Regions from separate parts of the Hordeum vulgare genome. Here region 2 is linked to region 1. The links are chromatin contacts, called in public Hi-C maps. All regions are on one chromosome and are shown on one strand. The core of a region is the stretch at or near the end of the contact, and the rest is flanking DNA. Distances in the headings are between cores, read along the strand shown.

Evidence for each region. Hi-C and Micro-C count contacts between places; a contact is called where the count stands out from the background.
Region 2: a Hi-C map of seedling shows a contact between it and region 1, with 2.8 times the contacts expected there. The contact joins the promoter of LOC123409934 here to the promoter of LOC123432313 in region 1. A contact is called at or near these places in 2 of 6 Hi-C or Micro-C datasets (leaf and seedling).

Annotation. Positions count from the first base shown.
Region 1 is chr1H:302,755,057-302,758,431 of MorexV3_pseudomolecules_assembly, forward strand. It overlaps LOC123432313 (WAT1-related protein At3g02690, chloroplastic), which reads right to left and starts at 1,890. Exons shown (of 8, transcript XM_045115384.1): 1 at 1,214-1,890; 2 at 1,071-1,118; 3 at 839-961. The coding sequence starts at 1,720. LOC123432340 reads right to left here. Exons shown (of 3, transcript XM_045115385.1): 2 at 3,361-3,375; 3 at 2,581-3,190. The coding sequence ends at 2,868.
Region 2 is chr1H:303,106,311-303,109,685 of MorexV3_pseudomolecules_assembly, forward strand. LOC123409934 reads right to left here and starts at 1,892. Exons shown (of 3, transcript XM_045102805.1): 1 at 1,668-1,892; 2 at 1,405-1,554; 3 at 613-1,279. The coding sequence starts at 1,788. The coding sequence ends at 1,023.

The DNA of each region.
Region 1 (3,375 bases), core at 640-3,139:
GTACACGTGCACGCCTTATAAACTGTGATGGAGGGAGTACTATACTAATGTCTATTAAATGTGTGTTTTAATAGCATTTTTGGTACTTTAATGGTATCTGAGTGTTCCACTTGCACTCCTGTTAAAAAAAAAGTATTCCCTCCGTCACGGTTTAGAAAGCGTGCATGGAAATTCTCTCGGACCTAAGTGGTTATTGATTGACTGTGAAATAAGTTAAAAAATAGCATTCACACTACGCATGCATATAGAAGTAGTATTACAACGAAGTACTAATTAGCTGCTAGGAGTAAATGCAACGCGTCTTAAATCTTGTCTATTGTGGAAATGCACGTAAATTTAACTGTGTCTTCTAAGAGGGTGCTTTGATACGTTTTAGTCCCATGACTAAAAGTAGTGGGACTAAAACTTGCAAGCCTCACCCATGCTTGGATCTAAATACTAAAGAGACTAAAATCAAGTTAATGAGCATTTATTATCCTTCAAACCCTCCAATCCAAAACTCGTCTGTGTTAAAGGAGAGGAGTTAAATGAGGAGAGAGAGGACTAATCCACATTTTAGTAGGGTACCCCTGACTATTTTTTTTAGTCTTAAGACTAGTTTTAGCTCCTCTTTAGTCAGGGGTGCTTGAAACTTTAGCCTCTTAAAGAGACTATTTTTAGTCAGACTAGTTTTAGTCCTTTGAATCCAAGCACCCTCTAAACCGTGACGGAGGTAGTACTAACATGCTATTAACTAATCCTAATTAATTGCTTCCAAAAAAATAATTGTAATCAATATCTGAGTGTAGAGATACGAGATTGGTTCGAAACATTAGAAATGCATTGCAAAAATGCAAACCTCGAGGAGCAAAAGCCCAACAACACCCAGTAAGAGTCCCCCAACTCCTATCGCCCCGATAGACTCTCCAAAGAATAGTGCAGCAAGGATAGCAACCGTCAATGGTTGGGAGTCGATTATGACCTGCAATGAGGATCGCAGTTCGGTAAGCGATCGTCAGCTCGATGGACCAAAATGGCAAGTCAATTGTTTGTCTTTGGAGCTAGAGAACAGAACGGAGGATTAGCCTTACGCTTCCGAGGCCAGCCGATGTCTTCTGCAAGCCCTCGGTGAGAAAGCCCTGCAAAGGGAGGAAACCAAACCCATGCTGGCTTCAGGAACCGCACAAGCACAACCACACGCTAAGGATCACGCCTTTCACCTATCTAAATCCACCTGGAAGCAGGCGGCGTCGATGAGGCCGAAGGCGGCGATGGCGCCCCAGGCGGCCCACCCGGAGGGCTGCTTCCTGCCCCTAGCGGATGCGAAGGCGACGACGAGCGCTCCCGCGGGGAGCAGGCGGAGCGCGGCGACGAAGAAGGGCCCGGTCTTGGGTATGACCCCCTTCATGGCCACCATGGCCGTGCCCCAGAAGAAGAAGGGCGACACCAGCGACACCCACTCCCACCACTCTCTCCCCGCGAGCGCCGGGGCGACCCCCTCCTCCGCCCCGGGGCCGTCGTCAACGACGCACTCGACGTCGGTGCCCGTGCCCACGCAGTCGAGCTCGTCCGCTGCGGGCGGAGGCGTTTCTCCGCCCCCGGCTGCGAGGCGGAGGCGGAGGCGGAGGCTGGGGACGGTGCCGCGGCGTGGGACAAAGGGGAGAACGGGAGCGGAAGGGCGTCTGGGAGTTAGTGGTGGGTGGAGTGGGAGCAGGAGGCGGAAGGGCGCGGTGGTGGACATCGCGGCCTGACGGCCGGCGCTCGGGCGGGGTGCTGCCGTGATTCGGCGGGTCGAAAGGCGGCCCCGGCAGCGGCCGGCACGACGGGAGGAGAGAGAGGAGCGGCGAGGGTGGGTTTCCGCTCGCGCAGCGTGTCGAGCTCAGCTCTGCTCGCTCGGCGTGTGGGTGCGTTTCACTGAATCAGCTCGGTGTTGGGCCTGTATTTCAAGCAGCAGGTTGGGTCGGCCCACAAGTGCCACGGCTAAATTTTGTCATTTCACGCGATATACACGATCTCTCCAAAAAATAAGACCGCCCACAATCTCCGTGGCTGCTGCTTCTTCTTTGAGAATCAACGGACCCAAAATCAAAATTCAGATTACTAATGCTAACAAAACGTTGTCAAAAAAGAAGCAAGATATTGGATATAGTCGTCGCTCTGAAACTGATATCTCGCAACAGTACGTGCATATCATGGACCTACGGCGAACCAGTGAAGCCGATGGCAAGTTTGATGAATATATAGCTGTTGGCATTACATAGACCGGTGAACCATTTCAGGGGAGTGGCACGAGCATTTCATCTAAAGGATCATAAACACATACTATTACTTCCTCCGTGATAAAATGGATGCTAGATACGTTTGTTTGAACATCCGTTTGAGCATCAACTAATTCCGGACAAAGGGACCACACTACTAGAATTCGAGCAGGCAGGCCATTGAGCTGCATGAATTAGAGAGATTCAGAGCAGTGCCGAGTTAAGCTTTCAATGGATACTAGCTACTCTGTATTACTAACACATTTCATGCATTTACCAAAAGCAGAACACCCACAGAGAGTAGTAGTACCAGTCTACTGCACGGTAACATCCATGGCAGGCAAAAGATAACAGCAATTAACCTGCTGGACAGTCATGTAATCTGAACTGAACCCATTGCACAGATGTAAAAAGTTGCAGAAAAACCAAAGTTGGCAATGACTGACAGGCAATGTGCAGCAAAACCAACAGTTGCATTGCCTACATTGCTGGAGAAGAAAAAACAACGAGCTAAACACTGCAAGAACACATCAGAAGCGAGACTAATTAACCGGAGCACACCATCATCAGGTGATCGTCTCCAGCCATCATCAACTACGTAGCATCATCGTCTCCGCAACGGGGAACTGATCAACTGCCCCACTTTGCTTGTGGACGGCCGGTGGCGCGCGCCTTGGACGAACGGCGGCGCAAACGGCGGCCGGCGCCGCAAACCGAGCAACATATCCTGGCGCACCGGCTGTAGCGGCAGGGCACGCAGAAGCAGACGTGCCTGTAGGGAACCCGGGGGATCGTCCCTATCCAGCGTCGGCAAGCCCTGCAAACCCCGGCGCGCACCGTCGGCTGATGGGTGGCGGGGGGCTGTGGCACGATAAGCTCGGAGAGGTTCACGAACCTCCACGGAGAAGACGCTTCCTTTTCCTCGCCGGCAGCCGAGCCACCATCCGGCAACCCTGTTCACGGGCGAAGAAGAAGAAACACACGGAGATGTATTGTCAGTCCAAGAAACGAATTGCAAACCAAGAAACGAACTGGAAACCAAGAAACGGATTGCAAACCAAGAAACAAACGGGAAACCAAGAAACGAACTGGCATCCAAGAAACGAACTGGAGGCCAAATTACCGCGACCATAGTCTC
Region 2 (3,375 bases), core at 642-3,141, 350 kb after region 1:
AAATTTAATGGAACTCCAATGGACATTGGCAAATATAATATTTCCTCCGTCACAGTTTATAAGGCATGTACGTGTACATAGATTGTCAATTTAACTTATATAAAATATACGTATTATTTAAAATAAAAATTATATCATTAAAAAATAGAACACCGAAAGTTTTTAATGATATATTTTTTGTAATATATGTCTTTCATTAAATTGATCAAATTGACGATCTAGATACACGTGTCGGACTTATAAACTGAAACGGAGGGAGTATGTCGTAGCAGGAATTGAATTAAACGACATGGTATCAGCCAAAAACGAACAGATCGATAGCATCACTAAGTGTGCAGCACTTGAGTTCACACAGACTCAATGGTAATTACTACTCCCAGACCATTGCGTTTGCCGCATTGTCAGAGAAAAAGAACTAACTGGCAGCACCACGAATAATAATACAGATAGAACAGCACTTGAGTTCACACAGACTCAATGGTAATTACTACTCCCAAACCATTGCGTTTGCCGCATTGTCAGAGAAAAAGAACTAACTGGCAGCACCACGAATAATAATACAGATAGATCTACTGAATTGAACTCCCACAGACAAGCACAAATACTCCATGGTATCAGCCAAAATAACACGCACAGCAATTAACCTGCAGCAATTTCTCTCTCATAAAAGAAGCCTGCAGCACTTAGCCTGCCTGAACCAAAGTTCAGAAAGAACCACCGGTAACTAATACTACTGCAGCAATTTCCCGCAAAAAAAAAAAAACTAATATGCAGCAAAACCATTGCGTTTGCCGCATTACTGGAGAAGAAAAACTAATGTTCAGAAAGAACCACTGGTAACTAATATTCGAAGAACACATCAGAAGATTCAGAAGTGGGACCAATTACTATTGCACAACATCAGTAGGCCATTGTTTCGTAGCATCGACTCCAGAACGGGGCACAGGCCAACTTCTTACTCTGCTTCTCGCGCCTTGGATAATCTTCGCTGAATCGATGGACGGGCGAGAGGGACGGAGTCCTCAACGGCGGTGGGCCGGGGCCGGGGCCGGCGCCACCATCTCCGGTATAGTCGCCACCGACCCAACGGACTCATCGGGGTGTGGCAGTGGCTGCGCCTCCGCCGGAGAGGGCTGGTCGGCCGGTGGAGGTGGCCGCGTCTGTGTCACCGCCGCAACGAGCTCCTCCTCATTCCCGGATGGCGACGCTTCTGCGTCGAGATCGGAGAGGGGTCTCCACCTGGACGTCACTTCGGCTTCCTCACCGGCTGACAAGCTCTCTGCTCTCGGGCCAAGAAGAGACCAAAGGGAGACATCAGTCCAAGAAACGAATTGCAAGCCAAGAAACCAAGAAGCCACACTCTTTCGATACAAGAAACGAATTGGGAATGGAAGCAAAACTTACGGCAATCGATGTAGTCGATCTGTCTCGGCGCTGGCTGCCCAGAGTTGGCTGCCGGTTTGGCGCCGATTCCTGCCATCAGCACAGACTGCAGCGATGGAGGCGGCGAAGGCACCACCTCCGCATTCGTGCGCTCCCCGCCTCTCCCGAGGCCTGCAAGAAACCAAGAAACCGAACTCGTAACACCAAGAATCCAAGAAAACGCGGACATCACGAAGAAGAAAAGCGTGCTTGCGCTTGCTGCTGATAATTTCCCAGGAACCCACCTTCGTCGAGCAAGAGTTCTATGGAGGACACGTCTTCGTCGTCGGTGGAGGTGACCCTCATCCGTGCAGGTGGCCGCGACGTCCCCGGAGCGTCGCCGGAGGCCTTGCGCTTCTCTGCCATCTCGCCCCCCTCAGCAATCGCCGCGCACCAACGATTCGAATCAACGCGTCTGCAGGAAGAGAACCGAACTACCACAGCAAGATGGGGAGGATCGAGCTAGAGAAAGGATCAAAGGAAGCTACAGGAGGAGGAAATTTATAGGGGAGGGGCGACGCGCGGAGGAAGACGAGATGGGGAGGATCCACAGTGGGCTCATTGCCGCGAGTTGCAGTTTGGGCGCGTGTGGGCCCACTCTGGCCGGTTAAGCTCTCGAAGTTCTTCTAAAAAAACCTGCTCTCCGAATCCGGCAGACGCCGGTTAAAAGACAAAATTTGCTAAGCGGCGCCTGCAGCGCTCCGCAATGGACCGGCCCATGTAAAGATTCTTCACGAATTGTTTTTAGCCCATGAACTGTTTTAGCCTGTGATCATTTTTTAAAATCGGTAAACTTTTCTAAAAATTGATATTTTTTATAAAAATTCGTGAACATTTCTGAAAATCGATGAACATAATTTAAAATTCATGATTTTTTTCAAAATCAGTGAACTGTTTTTAAAAATTGAAGAACTTTTTAAAAAATCAGTGAACTATGTTTAAAAAATGATGAACTTTTTTAAAAATCGTTGAATTTTTTTTTTATATTCCAGTGAACTTTTAGAAAATCCATGAACATATTTTTCAAAAATAGGTGAATTGTTTTGCAAATCTACTTTTTTTTCGAATTCTGGGACTAATGCATTTTTACATGGGCCGGCCTATATGGAGGAGCGCTGCAGGCGCCGAATAGGAGGTCCCTGCGCGCAAGGTAACTGGCGCCCGCAGCTGCAGCCGGATGGGCCGGTCCATGATCGCACAGCGTGAAAACGACCCTAAAAAATAGGTCTCGACCGGGATGCGATCTCACGCCCTCCCGCGCCTCACAGAATGATGCTAAGCAATTGACAAAATAACAAATAGTGACATGTACAGCGCGAACGTGTTAAACAATAAAAATGCAGACGCTGTAGCATATAGATTTTTCAATTATTTGAAAACATGTTCACATACTATAAATGGAGATCATGAACATGCAGAACAAGTTTCCGTATTCAGAAAATAGTTCACCAAATCAGAAAAGTTCATATACTAAAAAAAGGTCATGAATTTAAAAAAAGTTCATCGTTTTTCAAAAAAGTATATCGAACAATGGAAAAAATCATCGATTTGAATTAAAAAAGGTTCATCGAATGTGAAAAAAAAAGTTCAAATCATTTAGAAAAAGTTCATCTAAATTGAAAAAAGTTCATCGATTTTGAAAAAAAGTTCATTAATGTTGAAAAAAGTTCATCGCTTTTGATAAAAAAGTTCAATGATTTTGATTTTCTTAAAGTTCATCAATTTTGAAAAAAATTAACGAATTTAGAAAAAGTTCACCTAAATTAAAAAAAACAACGATTTTGAAAAAGTTCATCAATTTTGAAAAAGTTAATCAATTTTTGAAGCAAATTTATCAGTTTTGTAAAAAGTTCATCTATTTTGAGAAAAGTTCAAAAAAATGAATAAAACTCATCAAATTTGAAAAATAAATTCACGAGTTTCAAAAAAATATGTTCATGGATTTTAAAAAGA